Regions from separate parts of the Mus musculus genome. Here regions 1 and 3 are each linked to region 2. A link is a contact called in public promoter capture Hi-C data. All regions are on one chromosome and are shown on one strand. Each heading gives the region's core, a stretch centred on a gene start, on an enhancer-like site or on the middle of the called end of the contact. The rest is flanking DNA. Distances are from core to core; before and after follow the strand shown.

Evidence for each region. Capture Hi-C pulls out chosen DNA fragments and counts their contacts.
Region 1: a contact with region 2 is called in a promoter capture Hi-C map of pancreatic islet. The contact joins the promoter of Ilk here to the promoter of Cckbr in region 2. A contact is called at or near these places in 3 of 39 promoter capture datasets (cranial neural crest, pre-B cells and second pharyngeal arch cranial neural crest), 1 of 484 Hi-C or Micro-C datasets (olfactory sensory neurons) and 3 of 9 other capture datasets (adipose tissue, liver and pancreatic islet).
Region 3: a promoter capture Hi-C map of liver shows a contact between it and region 2. The contact joins the promoter of Mrpl17 here to the promoter of Cckbr in region 2. A contact is called at or near these places in 1 of 39 promoter capture datasets (pre-B cells), 1 of 484 Hi-C or Micro-C datasets (cortical glia) and 1 of 9 other capture datasets (liver).

The regions. Positions count from the first base shown.
Region 1 is chr7:105,733,546-105,738,169 of GRCm38.p6, forward strand. It overlaps Ilk (integrin linked kinase), which reads left to right and starts at 3,045. Exons shown (of 13, transcript NM_001161724.1): 1 at 3,045-3,171; 2 at 3,556-3,692. The coding sequence starts at 3,604. It overlaps Rrp8 (ribosomal RNA processing 8, methyltransferase, homolog (yeast)), which reads right to left and starts at 3,039. Exons shown (of 7, transcript NM_025897.2): 1 at 2,753-3,039; 2 at 1,145-1,511; 3 at 455-908; 4 at 223-352; 5 at 1-93. The coding sequence starts at 2,851.
Region 2 is chr7:105,423,173-105,427,195 of GRCm38.p6, forward strand. Cckbr (cholecystokinin B receptor) reads left to right here and starts at 2,559. Exons shown (of 5, transcript NM_007627.5): 1 at 2,559-3,003. The coding sequence starts at 2,853.
Region 3 is chr7:105,809,080-105,813,585 of GRCm38.p6, forward strand. It overlaps Mrpl17 (mitochondrial ribosomal protein L17), which reads right to left and starts at 2,008. Exons shown (of 3, transcript NM_025301.2): 1 at 1,729-2,008; 2 at 1,371-1,439; 3 at 1-1,065. The coding sequence starts at 1,902. The coding sequence ends at 778.

The sequences.
Region 1 (4,624 bases), core at 1,795-4,294, 310 kb after region 2:
TCGATTTGCCTCCTCAAGGAAGTCCCTGATGTTAGTTCCCATCAGTGAAAGGCAAAACACAGCCACATCTACAGATTCATCCTCCAGAGGCACCTGATGAGGAAGAATGTTCAAGAGAGCACACAGTGTCGGAAGAGGAAATTCAGCACCAAATGCTTGAACTGGATAATCGGATAGGAAGACTAGGAAGAAGGGTTAGGCCAGACACACAGAGGGGCTTACCTGGGCCATGTCACATACTGTGACCCTGGGGTCCAGAGAAGCCAAATCAAAACAGTGCACAGGGTTCCGGACACTTGAAGCTAGGCGGCAATCTCCACAGCCAAAGTCAGCTACCACTAAGGATGCAGGCCTGGGAGTGGAAGGGAGGAGAGGGCCACTTACTGGTCTGGTCAAAGTCTTGATCACCAACACCACCCCTCTCATAGTGCATAGCACCCCTCACCCCCATTACTTCTGGCGGAGATCTTTGGCAATACGGTCCACTGGGTGCAGTGGCCACTTCTTTACTTGTCTCTGGAAGCCACGGTGATAAAGGAGAAAAGCCTCAGGGTCTTCCTGGAATAGGCGTCGGGCAGCACTGCTGGGCCCTGAGTACAACTGTTCATTAAGGTAGCGAAATCGGGCCCCATCCAGGCGTTGTGTCATGCGTGCTCGCAGGGCTCCAGCTCTAGACTCTTGACTATCTGACTTTGGGACAGGAGGCACCTCAGTCTCCTCTATGGAAGCCTTGGGAGGAGCCTGCTCTGGTGTCTGGAGTGGCCGAAATTTGTTCTTGTGTCTCCGCTTATTTTTCTGCCGGTTCCGCCACTGCTTGCGGCTCAGGGTGTGTGAGGAGTTAGGTGACATAGACTCAGGGCTTGGCTTGGATGGGTCAATTGTAGCAGTACTCGTCCTGGAATTGTGAACTGCAGAGAGGGAGATGAGAAGGCATTTGAGGTTTGGTCCCCTAAATTCAGAGGCATAGCAAGTCATCCTGGCTACTCCCTTGTCCTTAAGACAGAGTCTGTAGCCTGGATAAAAGTGCCTCTTACCATCCAACCCGTGTGCGTGCGTGTGTGTTTATGTAAGAGAAAGAAAGACCTTTATCATCTATGCAGTCAGTTCACAGCCTCCCCACCCCCATATTCACACATACTGATACCTGTTTGGTCAACACTGTCCAGGGGCTGGGTTAGGTGTAAAGAGGAATATTCCTGGCATTTTCTCTTTCCTTTTTCTTCTCCAGCAGAGACCCCACCAAGAGGAGGAGCTTGTCTGTGGCATTTTCTTCTTATTTCTTTCCCCTCAGAGTCACTGATGGATGGCGCCTGTTTCTGACATTTCCCTTTTCTTTTCTTCCCTACTTCCTTTGAGACGCTGGCAAGTGAGGGCCTTTGGAGGTGTCTCTTCTTCCTTCCTACCTCCTCCTCCTCCTCAGAGTCACTGCCAGGTAGGCTGGGGGTTTGTTGGGAGAGAGATGCTGCTTCCAGAGCCCGTAATGTGGCCAAGAGATGGCGGCGCTTGCGTCCCTGGAGGCAAACAAGGGATGAGAGTGTGTGTGAGAATGGACGAGGCCTGGAGACTAAGAAAGGAGAGATGGGCTTCAGCTACTGGTCGTTCTTCCCATCCAAAGTTAACAAGTTTGCTGTGAAGTCAGCCAAGCCCAGAACATTCAGGCTGCAATCCCACCCTCTGGGAAACTGGAGGGCAGAAAGTGTTCCCATCCTACTTTTCTAAGCGTGTAAAGGATTGCCTGTTGATTTCCTTAGAGGAATGTGATAAGCACACAAACAACAGGACCAAGGCAAGACAGCAGCCATCTTTGCCTCCCACTGACAGCATTCTAGGAGCAGCAGAGGGTTTTTTGTTTGTTTGTTTTTTTTGTTTTGAAACAGGAAGGGCAGTGTCACACATGTCTATTAAAAATGTTCCTAACTGGCCAGCAGTGGTGGTACACACCTTTAATCCCAGCACTTGGGAGGCAGAGGCAAGCGGATTTCTGAGTTCGAGGCCAGACTGGTCTACAGAGTGAGTTCCAGGACAGCCAGGGCTACACAGAGAAACCCTGTCTCGAAAAAAAAAAAAAAAAAAAAAAAAGTTCCTAACTGCAGTAGAGAGAAGCTGCACACAGACAAGCAGAAATGGACTACAGAAATGAGCAGAACATCCTGGGCTAACTGAAGGTCAGGAACACCCCAAGGGGATACTGAAACCCTCATATCTGATGAGGTTCAAAGGAAAAGGCCTGCTTTCCGTGAAGCTGATTTGGGGTTCAAGTCCTGCTGCTTGTCCTCAGCTAGACCCTTACCTTGAGCCTCTTTTGAATAGTAATTCTGATAACCTCCCAGTCACTTGCCTTTACTCTAATATACTTTCTACACTGCCACTAAAAATCCTCTAAAAATCCTTTCAAGACTACGGATTCAGCTCAGTAATAAATGCTTATCTACCACGCTGAAGCCCTGGAATCGATCCTCAGTATATAAAGTGATGCCAGGTGAGAGAAAACTTGGAGAAGCCACTCCACTGCTAAAACAACTCTACTGATTTCTACCCTTAGTGTACAAAAAACTTAAACTTTTCAAGCTCTGCGCTCCACGCTCCACGCTCCGAATCCCGCATTCCTATTTGGACTATCCGGATCTTCAGATCATAACTAACTCCCTCACCACCCCGATCCACGATAGCATTCAGGCTCTCCCTCTAACCAATACGACCCCCGGAGGGTAGGCTTCACCTCCTTCAAACAGCCCAGTGCAGGGCCGCTCACCTTGACTGGCGGGGCAGTCGCCGGCCTAACCTGTGCTGTCGCGGCCCCTAGGCCCACGATGGCTGGGGCCGCCTCCACCCATTCGGGCTCTTCGAACATACCACCCGTAGCCCGCAGGGCCGGAGGAGCCTACGCTCTGGCCCACGTGCAGCGCGCGTCAGGGAATCCTAGGGCTGGAGTCGGACCAAACCGGGCCGGAAGCCACCGAGTGAAATTCTGTGGTAGCTAGAGCGGCCTTCGCGGAGCAGAGCACCATAGAGCGTAGCCGCTGGCGAGCTAGAGAGGCAGTAGGAGGTCGGAAGGGAGGGACCGCGGCCCGCGCTGGCCCGAGCTGGCCGGGGCGGGCCGGGGCGGGGCCGGGCGGCGGGCGCGGCCGGACGGGAGTTCCCCCGGAGAAGGCGCCTGCGGCCCGAGTCCCGGTGAGTGTGGGTAGCTCCGCGCCCTACCCCACGCTGTCTTGCAAACCCGTCTCTGCGATCTCTGCAGCAGTTCTGAGCCGGGGCCGCCGGGCAAGGACCCCTGTCCCCTCCCCCGGGTGTTTGCAGCTTGGGTCCCTTCCCCCACCCCCAAGCCTTGCTCGAGGGCCGGGGCTCAGAGCCGGCTGACACCAACTCGGGAAACTAGCAAAGTCTACCCTACACCCCCAGACCCTCCTGCTCCTCGAGCCAAGGGGTCGTCCGCTGCCCGAAGCCCTTCATAGACAACCACTGTCCCTCTCGCGACGCTCCCCATCCCAGCACTGACACCTCTGTCCTGAGGGAACTCACACAGAGAGTCATTCTCTTGTCTCTGTTCTCCCTCAGTCCCCCGAGGCTTCCCCAGTCCCGGGGTCTCTGTGCCGGGACGCTGCTATGGACGACATTTTCACTCAGTGCCGGGAGGGCAACGCGGTGGCGGTGCGCTTGTGGCTGGACAACACAGAGAACGACCTCAATCAGGGGTGAGCTGAAGCGTTGGCGAGTGAGACGGCTACAAGTCCTCTCTCCGCTACTCGGGGTGCTCATGTCTGGCGGGGGCGGCTGACTTTGCTATCCAGTGTAAGGAGTAGTAGTAGTAAGCAAAGCCTGTTGATGGAGGAACGTCTACACAGAGGAAGCTGTCGGAGTTGGGTTTGTTTTTTTTTTTTTTTTTTTTAAACTAAGTTTCACAATCCGGTTCCCGGGAACTTTGCAGCCTCTATGAACTCATGTCAGAGGCAGACCTGAGTGCCAGAAAATTGTCTGGAATTACATGTAGCTGGAGGATGAGTTTCTGCGCCCTAGAGCGTTGGGTAGAAGTGGGAAAGGATATTAGAGGTCTAAAGTTCTGAAGCTTATGTAGTGATGAGAGTACCCATTTGTCAGGCGTCACCCTGGACGCAATTGCCTTAAAGTGATGTTTTGGATACAAGAATTGAGACAGGGTTGGGGTGAGAGCCCTAAAATCATAAGGATGAAGTAATTGAGTTGGTATGGGATGTGAAGGGGTTGTCAAAGATGACCTGGGGTTTAAAAGGAGGTTTGGGTACTTGGATACTTGGCAGTTGCTGAGGTTCCATTATGGACTGGCCACAGTTTTGGTGACACTACAGTGACTTGGAAACGCTTGGCAGGTTGTTAGTCATGCAGATTTAAAGTTCAGGAGGTCGGATTGGGAGACCAAGATGCCACAAATAGCATTTAAATGGTATCTGAAGACTCTATAATGTGGAATGTAGTACCTTAGAAGAGTAGAAAATAAAGGCAGAGGTTGAGAAGCCTGGCTGACAGGGAACAACCATCAGAATAAGAAATAAGAAATGGATTAAGATTAGAGAATGGATGTTTTAATAAAAGAAGAGTGGTTAATTGTAGGCTACTGAGAAGTTAAAGAGCATGGATGAGCATTTAAAAA
Region 2 (4,023 bases), core at 1,309-3,808:
ACTGAGTTCAAATCCCAACAACCACCCATAATGAGATCTGACACTCACTACTGGTGTGTCTGAAGACAGCCACAGTGTACTTACATATAATAATAAATAAAGAATCTTTAAAAAAACAAACAAACAAACAAACCAAAAAAAAAAAAAAGTTAGCAGAAGCCAGGCTATGAGGGCTTCATAGATCCAACTGAAAGATTCCCTCTCTGCTAAGAGCAAAGATTGGTGGGTTGGTGTAATTCAAATGGTATTCTGAACATAGAACTCTGCCATAGAGGACTGGATATAACCAGCAAAGTGTGTTAGCCATCCTAGGAGCTGGGATTGAATCACAAGACACTTGAATATAAGCACACTCACTGAGTAGCTAAAATCAACAGGACGTTGCGATTGCTTGAATGTGGGAGCGATATAGCTATAATTCCCCAGGAAGCAGATCCTAAAACAGAGAATGCTGTGCAGGGAGGGTGTTTACTAAGGAGTTCTCTGGAATCAACACCTGTGCAAGAGCGGGTAAAGCAAGGACTGGGTAAAGCGAGAGGCTGGGCAGTAACTCAGACCCAACAGAGTCCTCAGCCAACCTCAGAGGAGGAGCTGGAGTGCTATGAACAGATTGTCCTTGGGGGGGTGGGGGGGATGAGGATTATTCTGGGCTGATTCCTCTGTGCTGATCAGTCATTGGATGCATAACACCCTGGGAAGAGTTCATGGTTCTGAAGGAGTTGTTACTCTGCTCTAGCAACTGCTGAACAGGACTGATAGTTGGGAGCCGTCTGCTAGGCAATAAATCCTTCATTTTTAAGGAGTCTGGGGTTTGTGTCACAACATCTATTACGGTGGTGGAAGAGCATAGAAGAGTTAGGATGATTCTTAGGTTTCCTTTTTATGTTTATGTTATGTGTTTATGTGTTATGAGTGTTTTGTCTACACAGATGCATGTGTGCCACATGAGTGCCTGGTACCCAGAGAGGCCAGAAGAGAGAAATGGATCTGTTCAAACTGGAGTTGAGAATCACTTTGTCAATGCTAGGGAACCAAGTCCAGATCCTCTGCAAAAGAAGCAAGAGTTCTTAGTAGCTGAAGCATCTATACAGCCCTGATTTCCTAATTGTTCAATGTGCACATCCTAATGATTTTTTGTAGGACTGTGTATTGCAAACTCTGGCTTATTTGGTAAAATCCCCTCTAAGTGGGAGTTCTTCATGGACAGACTCATTGCATGAAAGGGTGGCACAAAAGTCCCATAATTAATACCTGGATACATAGTTTTCTGGATAAGTGAGTGTAAGCTACATCCATGTCCCTCTCTCTCCCCCCTACATTCCCTTTGTCCCCGTGTTTCTCAGTGCTACCGTCATCCAATGTGGGAAAAGCTCATCGGATTATCAGAGATGCCACCTGTGCTGGAGCTGAGCAAACACCAGGTTCCTCTGATCCCGGGCTCTCAGACAAGCAGAGGTGACAGTGGAGGGAGGGGGTGATGACATCCCAGGCTTAGCCCCTCCTCCAGCTCTGCAGTCCTTATGAACTCAATGCTGACTGATCAGGTCCTTTCCAAAACAGTCAGGATACTGAATCCGAATTCCCCATGTATCTAGACTACCCCACCCCCACTCTAATTCTCTCTTCCTCTGTCTCCACCCCCCCCCCCCAACCTCTGACAGCCACTTTGGGATCCCAAAAGATATTTCACATCACACTAGAATTTCTTTGGAATGGATGACACTGGTCGAAACAAGGCCACAAAGTAGAGGAGGCCAGTCCTGCCTCAGGAAGCGGAATCCACTTCATTGGCGCCTTCAGTTTTGTCCAACCCCTACCCCGCCCCCGCCACACTCCAGTGACCCAGTCCTTTTCTGATCCCCTCTCATGGGAACCCAGCACCCTACTCCCTTGCTGTATCCGTGCTGAGGGCAAATGGAGCATCATCGTTTCAGGTGGGGGTGGACGCTGCCTAGAGACTAGGTAGATGACCAAGCTGCCTGCTCCCTATCTTTCACCCTAGTCAGGGCCAGAACTAGAACCCTTACCACACCTCAACTCAGTTCATTTAGTGCATTTCTCACCTCAATTCCCCGCCGCCCCCAGTGCCCTAGTCCACTCTAGCCCTTTTCCTTGTACAGTCTCCATTGTGAGCAACTGCGGCCCTCCAGGACCCTCCGAGTCTTTGAAGAAAAGGCCTGGGTTTGGGGTTTCAGATAGGAGGTGGGATGTACAAAGGCAGAAGCTAGCCTTCACGAAAGAGCTAAGGTAGCTGATACTGTGGTTATCACTGCGGCCACTGCGGCAGAACTCGGTAACTGCGGCTCCAGACAAACTAAGGCACCTGCTCTGTAGCGGGGACCCTGGGACTCAAACCGGATCACCACCGCCATCACCACGTCTTCTAAACCACCAAAGAAAGATGCTGGACCGCACAGCAGCTACCCCATCACACCATCCCCTCCAGCAGGCGCACGTGTAAACACACACACACACACACACACGAATTTCCAGAACTGGGGACATTGGTATGAGAGGTGGGCAGAAAAGACATTTCTAAGAGAAGGAGAACCTAGCGCGGGGGCGAGCCTGCCTGGAGTGCAGTCACCCAGGAGCGCGCGCACGGAACTCTGGAGCCAAGGAGGCGCGCCAAGAGTCACCTGGTGGGACAAAAGCCGCCCAGAGCTTGGGACCGGCTGGGTCTAAGGGAAGGCTGGTGGCAGAGTGGAGGAGTAGGGGCCAGGGCAGGGGGCGGAAACTAGGAGGGGCTGGCGATGTGGTGGGCGGGAGCCTGAGCGAGCAGCGCCGCGGGAGCAGGTGGAACCGGTGCTGGAGCTAGCTTAGTTGGAGCTGAGTGGGACTTCACAGGAGCCATGGATCTGCTCAAGCTGAACCGCAGCTTGCAGGGACCAGGACCCGGGTCAGGGTCTTCTTTGTGCCGCCCGGGTGTCTCCCTCCTCAACAGCAGTAGCGCCGGCAACCTCAGCTGCGAGACCCCTCGTATCCGCGGAACCGGGACCAGAGGTGGGTGCCTCCCTAAGCCCTTCTCACTGCACCACACAGCACTATTCGAGAACCCCTTTGACCTCTACACTGTCAGCTGCCCATAGCTTACCCTGATAGGACTTCCTCAGCTCCCACCTAGGTCCCTCCCCTCCACACACTGGCTCCCAAGCTCTCCTGACTCCAACACCTTCACACCATGCTTCAGAGCCCTGGCCTCATACTTGCCCTGCCATTAGCTACCTAGATCATTCTCAAGTTAAGCATCACACAGCTGGGAAGCAAGGACCTCTTCTTGTCAGAGGGTCTAGCTTTCTTTTCCAGTTTACAGAGCCAGTACTGAGGGAGAGGCAGGAACCAGGGAAAGAAAGGCAAAAGAAGGAGGCTGGGCCGGTGAGGGTAGAAGCTCTCTGGACTGCATGAATAAGAGTTGTAATCATCCCCCTCTACCCCAACCTTCCGAATGAAATATTCTCAGATCTGAATTTAGCAGGCACTGGGGGAAGTTACCTTTCTTGTTTCATTTGTCCCCAAACTCCTCTGCTCCCAGGGTCCTTCATCCACCTATGTGCTTTCTCTGTCTCTCTGAAGGTCCCCAAGTCCCTTCCAAAGCTCCCCAAATATCCCTTTTCTCACTTGCCTAGAACTAACTTCCCCTGGCAACAGTCACCCCATTCCTTTGTGTCACCTTCCCTTCGTACTGCTTTCCCTCATCCCAGCTTCAAAATGACTCATTCCTTCCATCAGTAGCATCTTCATTGCTTCAATGAACATCTTTAAATGTATGCCCCCCCCATCCCTATATTTGCTTGCAATGTTTAATGAACGTTTGTTAGGCTTAGCACTGGGGACACGGAATGAACTAGACACAGACTGCAGTCTCAGCAGTCTGCAGCCAAGTACACAGGGACAGAGACCACGGGTAACAATCACTGCCTGGAAATCCCACAAGAGGGTCTGATTGGGATGTGGACATCCAAAGTAATTGGGGGTCTGGTAACTTCACTGGGGGTGGGAGGTGGAACCTAGGAGCTTGGGTTC
Region 3 (4,506 bases), core at 758-3,257, 390 kb after region 2:
ATGTGGTGGTAAGCATGGTCAAAAGACATTGGTAGATATGTATGAAGATGCCAAGGTGAAACCTAGTCTCATAGGATTCATAAAGATTCTCATGTATAACTTATAAAAGCAAAAAAGGAATTCCAACGGTGGGTCTCTATGCTGGACGTCAGCCAGTCACCATAGGAAGATGGTTTGGAATCAAGAGGTACAGGGCCCATCTAAATTAGTGTTGAGATAAGCAAACTGAGCCAGGAGGTAGTGCCCCATACCTTTAATCCTAGTACTGAGGAGGCAGAGGCAGGTGGATCGCTTAGTTCAAGGCCAACCTGGTCTACAAACAGAGTTCTAAGACAGTCAAAGAAACTGTCTCAGAAAAAACAAAACCAAAGCAAACTGGCACTGTGTGGTGGTGAACACTTGGGAACACAGGGACAGGAGGACTGCTGCATGGTGGATATAGTCTGGATTACACAGCAAGATCCCCTCCCCTCCAACAAACAAGCAAAACTAGACCTAGAATTTAGAACCTAAGTTGTGAATTTACTGTCTTAGGAGGCTGAGCATCTGGATGCCTCTTACTTTCCATAAATCCTAGGGAAGGACAAGAAAGTCAATATCTTATATTCATATTAAGACTTTTATCTTCTGTGCAAAGAGGATCGTGTGAGTCAGCAGGGAGGTCTGGGTCTCATTATGAGGGGGCTTTACAATGCTACTTCCAGGCCTCACACACTACACGAGCTCCAAGACCCACGAACACGGGCACCACACCTATGCACCACTCTCCAGCTCCAGTTAAGTCTTTGGTGTTTGAACTGTACAGGAGCTGTGGAGGCTTGCGTCCTGGTTATGGTGCAGGTCCTGCTGCAGTCCCAGGAGCAGCTGGTTTAGGAGAGTAAGGTTGCTGTCTCTGTGAGGCAGAGGCAGGGGAGGGAGGTAGTTCCCTTTATATTCTATCACCGCCATCTTGGCCCGATCTTGCTCCTTCCGATTCGGGATCTGTAGCATTCTTGTGTAGTTCCCATTCTGACCTTGGAACCGAGGCGCTAGCACTTTAAACAGCTTTGGGATCAAGTCCTTCTCCTAGATGGGGAGAGTTAATCAGAAAAAATAGTCACAACTGTAGAGGCATTTAACTATAGATTATTCCCAGAGGTAGGGTTCAAAACCATCTTCACAGGCTTTCCCACCACCCATTCAGGTACCAAGTTACACAGAAACACTTACAGGAAGTTATGCGGATGCTCATTTTACCCAAGTCAAATAAGAGAAATACGTGTCTAAGGTAGTTCGCAAGTCTGGTACATAAAAGAATGCCCTGCCTTCAATCTGCCAGGTACCCGGTTCTCTAAGGATTCCTTCCTCACTAGCAGGTAGGGAGCACTCACTGTGAGCCAGAAGTCAGCCATACGCATGGCTCGTTCGTTGGTGTCGCCCAGCTTTCCATAATCGATGAGCTGTGAGGACAAAACACATGGATGCAAGACGAGTCAAGAACCGAGGCGCCCACCTTACTCTTCTGTCTTACCTTCATCCAACCATCCCACCAGCTAAGCTAATTCTGGGCGCTCCTTCCTTCGGAGCCCCAACCAGCCTTCCATTTGCTGCGCAGGAGTGACGCGTTCAGCTGAGTGCCACACGGGAATTCGCTACCGTGGAAAGTTCTCCCAGCGTGGCCCTACTCCCCACACACGGCCAGAGCGGCGGTCTGAGGCTGGACCCGGCGGTGAATAGCTTGGCTCTCACCTTCTCCGCGTAGCCCCTCATCTCGTCCGCGCGTGCCCATGTCGCCTCGATGCGTTCGTGGCGAACTAGGCCCGTGAGCAAGTTCCGCAGCAGATGGATGCGGGACTCCGGACCCAGGCCCAGGCGGCGGTAGACGCGGCCGTGGGAGATAGCGGCAGCCAGCGACAACCTCATGCTCTCACCTCAGCCCCTCCTCTCGGGGGCCCGGAAAGGGAAACTCCGAGCTGTGTGTGCGCGCGCGGGGAGAGGGGGAGCAGAGGGGCGGAGGCACGTCTCAGAGGACGCATGCGCAGTAACTCGGCGCGTGGCTACCGCGTTTGCGCGTGCGCATCAGAGCCTGCCTAGCTGGCAGTCTGAGGGAGGGCGGCCCGACGTGTTGACGTTTCTGGAGCGACGAGCTGGGCGGGCCTCAAGGTCTGCGGTGCTCTGTGGCGAACTGGGATCTCGGCGCCCCCTGCCGGGTTTCTCTTGCACTGCGTCGGCTGGCTGGGGCGTTCTTGGAGGAGGCGCCTTCCGGGCGGAGCATGCCGGGAAAGTGAGTACCTGAGGAGAACTGCGTCAGAGGGGTGGGCCTGTGGTGGAATGTGGCGCTCTTGCCTGAGGAGTTGCAGTCCTGGCTGGTTTTGTGACGATGCCAGTTTAAACCCAGTCTTTATTAGTGATAGTGAGATAAATTATGTCCAGGAAAGCTGCAGGTATTATGTTCTTTTATTGACATAAATAAAAACCTAAGTTAGCACTAAAAGCTAAAGTAATGGACAAATACCTGACATTTAAAAAAAAAAAATTATTCTTTTCTCATACAATATACCCAGACTGCAGCCTCCTCTCCCATCACTCCTCCCAGCCCCCACTCTCCTTTCTCCCCTTTCTCCCCCTAGAAAAGAGCAGACCTCCTAGGGACATCAACCAAAGCACAATAAAACCAGGCACAAGGGGGTGGGGCAAAAAACAAACAAACAACAACAACAACCAACAAAAAAACAAAAACCAGGCACAAACCCTAACATCAAGTGTGGACAAGGAAACTCACTAGGAGGAAAAGAGTCCCAAGAGCAGGCAAAAAAGTCAGAGACATCCCATCTCCCACTATTAGGAGTCCTCCCAAAAAACCAAGCCAACAAACTATAACACATTTGCAGACAACCTAGGGCAGAACCTTGAGGGCTCCATGATTGCCCCTTCTTTGAGCTTCCATAAGCCCTGCTCAGTTGATTCTACAGGCTGTCCTCACCTGTGTTCGACCCCTCTGGCTCCCACAATTATTCTTCCTTGTCTTCTGCTGGGTTTCCCGAGCTCCAAGGGGCGGGACCTTATGTAGGCCTCCAACCCAGGTTCTTTCTCCTCTTAATGTTTGTCAGTGGGCCTCTACATCTCCCATCAGCTGCAAGAGGCAGCCTCTCTGATGACGACTGAGTTAGGCACCAATCTATGAATCTAGCAGAATATCACTAGGAACCATCTCATTGAATTTTTTTTATTTATTTTCGGCACTACAGTTTGGTTCTTCCCTAGGTCTCTGGGTGGATGAATACTTTTTCTTAAAAAAAAAGTTCTGTGTGTTTGTGTGTGTGTGTGTTCCCTTCCATTGCTCAGCATCCTTATGGCTCTTTGAAAACAGTTTTCTGGGAGGAATTGGGTGAAAATATAGTCTAGCTCTAGTATTTAACAAAATGATGATCATATTAGGGCTTATTTAAAATGAATTCATCACAGTTGGAGTTACTAGGACAGAACAAATAACACATTTCAAATGGAAAAGGAGTAATTTTTAAAATAGTTTCATTTTAGAAAAATAAGTTTATGATCATATACAATATGAAGAAGTTGAGGTGGCTCAGCGCTAAAGAGGGACCCAGAGTTTGATGGAATCAACCTAACCCTTCAGATGGTGTTTCACTCTGGAAATAGTGATGAGCAGTTTCCAACTTGGCTTACATTCTTCTTGGTGTTCTGTCCCCTCCCTGCTTCATTTCCTTGTATTCTTAGCGAGGTGAACTGCCTGTTGCTGAAATTATAAAGTCCTTCAAGGTCAGAGAGGAACTGATTCATGCATTTGGCCTTCTTTCCTCTTTCCTCTTGCCTCTGCCATCAAGCCCGCTGCACTCTGTTTTTTTTTTTTTTTTTTTCTTTTCTTTTCAAGCAGTTCTTGGCATCAGCAATAGTGTTTGGGTTTGGTGTCTGTAGATGGTATAGATCCCTAGGTGGGGTGGTTTTGTTCCCACATTTCTATGTATGTTCTTTTGGGTCTAGGTTACCTAACTCAGGATGATATTTTCTAGTTCCATCCATTTGCCTGAAAAATTCATGAAGTCATCATTTTAAATAGCTGGGTAGTATTCCATTGTATAAATGCACCACATTTTCTGTATCCATTCCTCTGTTGAGGGACATCTGGGTTGTTTCCAGCTTCTGGCTACTATAAGTAAGGCTACTATAAAGATAGTGGAGTATGTGTCCTTGTTATGTGTTGGAGCATCTTTTGGGTATGTGCCCAATAGTGGTGTAGCTGGGTCTTCAGGTAGAAATATTTCCAATATTCTGAGGAACAACCAGATTGATTTCCAGAGTGCCTGTATCAGCTTGCGATCCCACTAGCATTGGAGGAGTGTTCCTCTTGGATTGCAACCCAATAGGAAAAACAACAATTTCAAGTAACTGGACCCAGCAGAGCTCCCAGGGACTAAACCACCAATCAGAGAGTATACATGGGTGAGTCCATATACATATGTAGGAGAGGATTGTCTTATCTGGCGTCAATGGGAGGGAAGTTGCTTG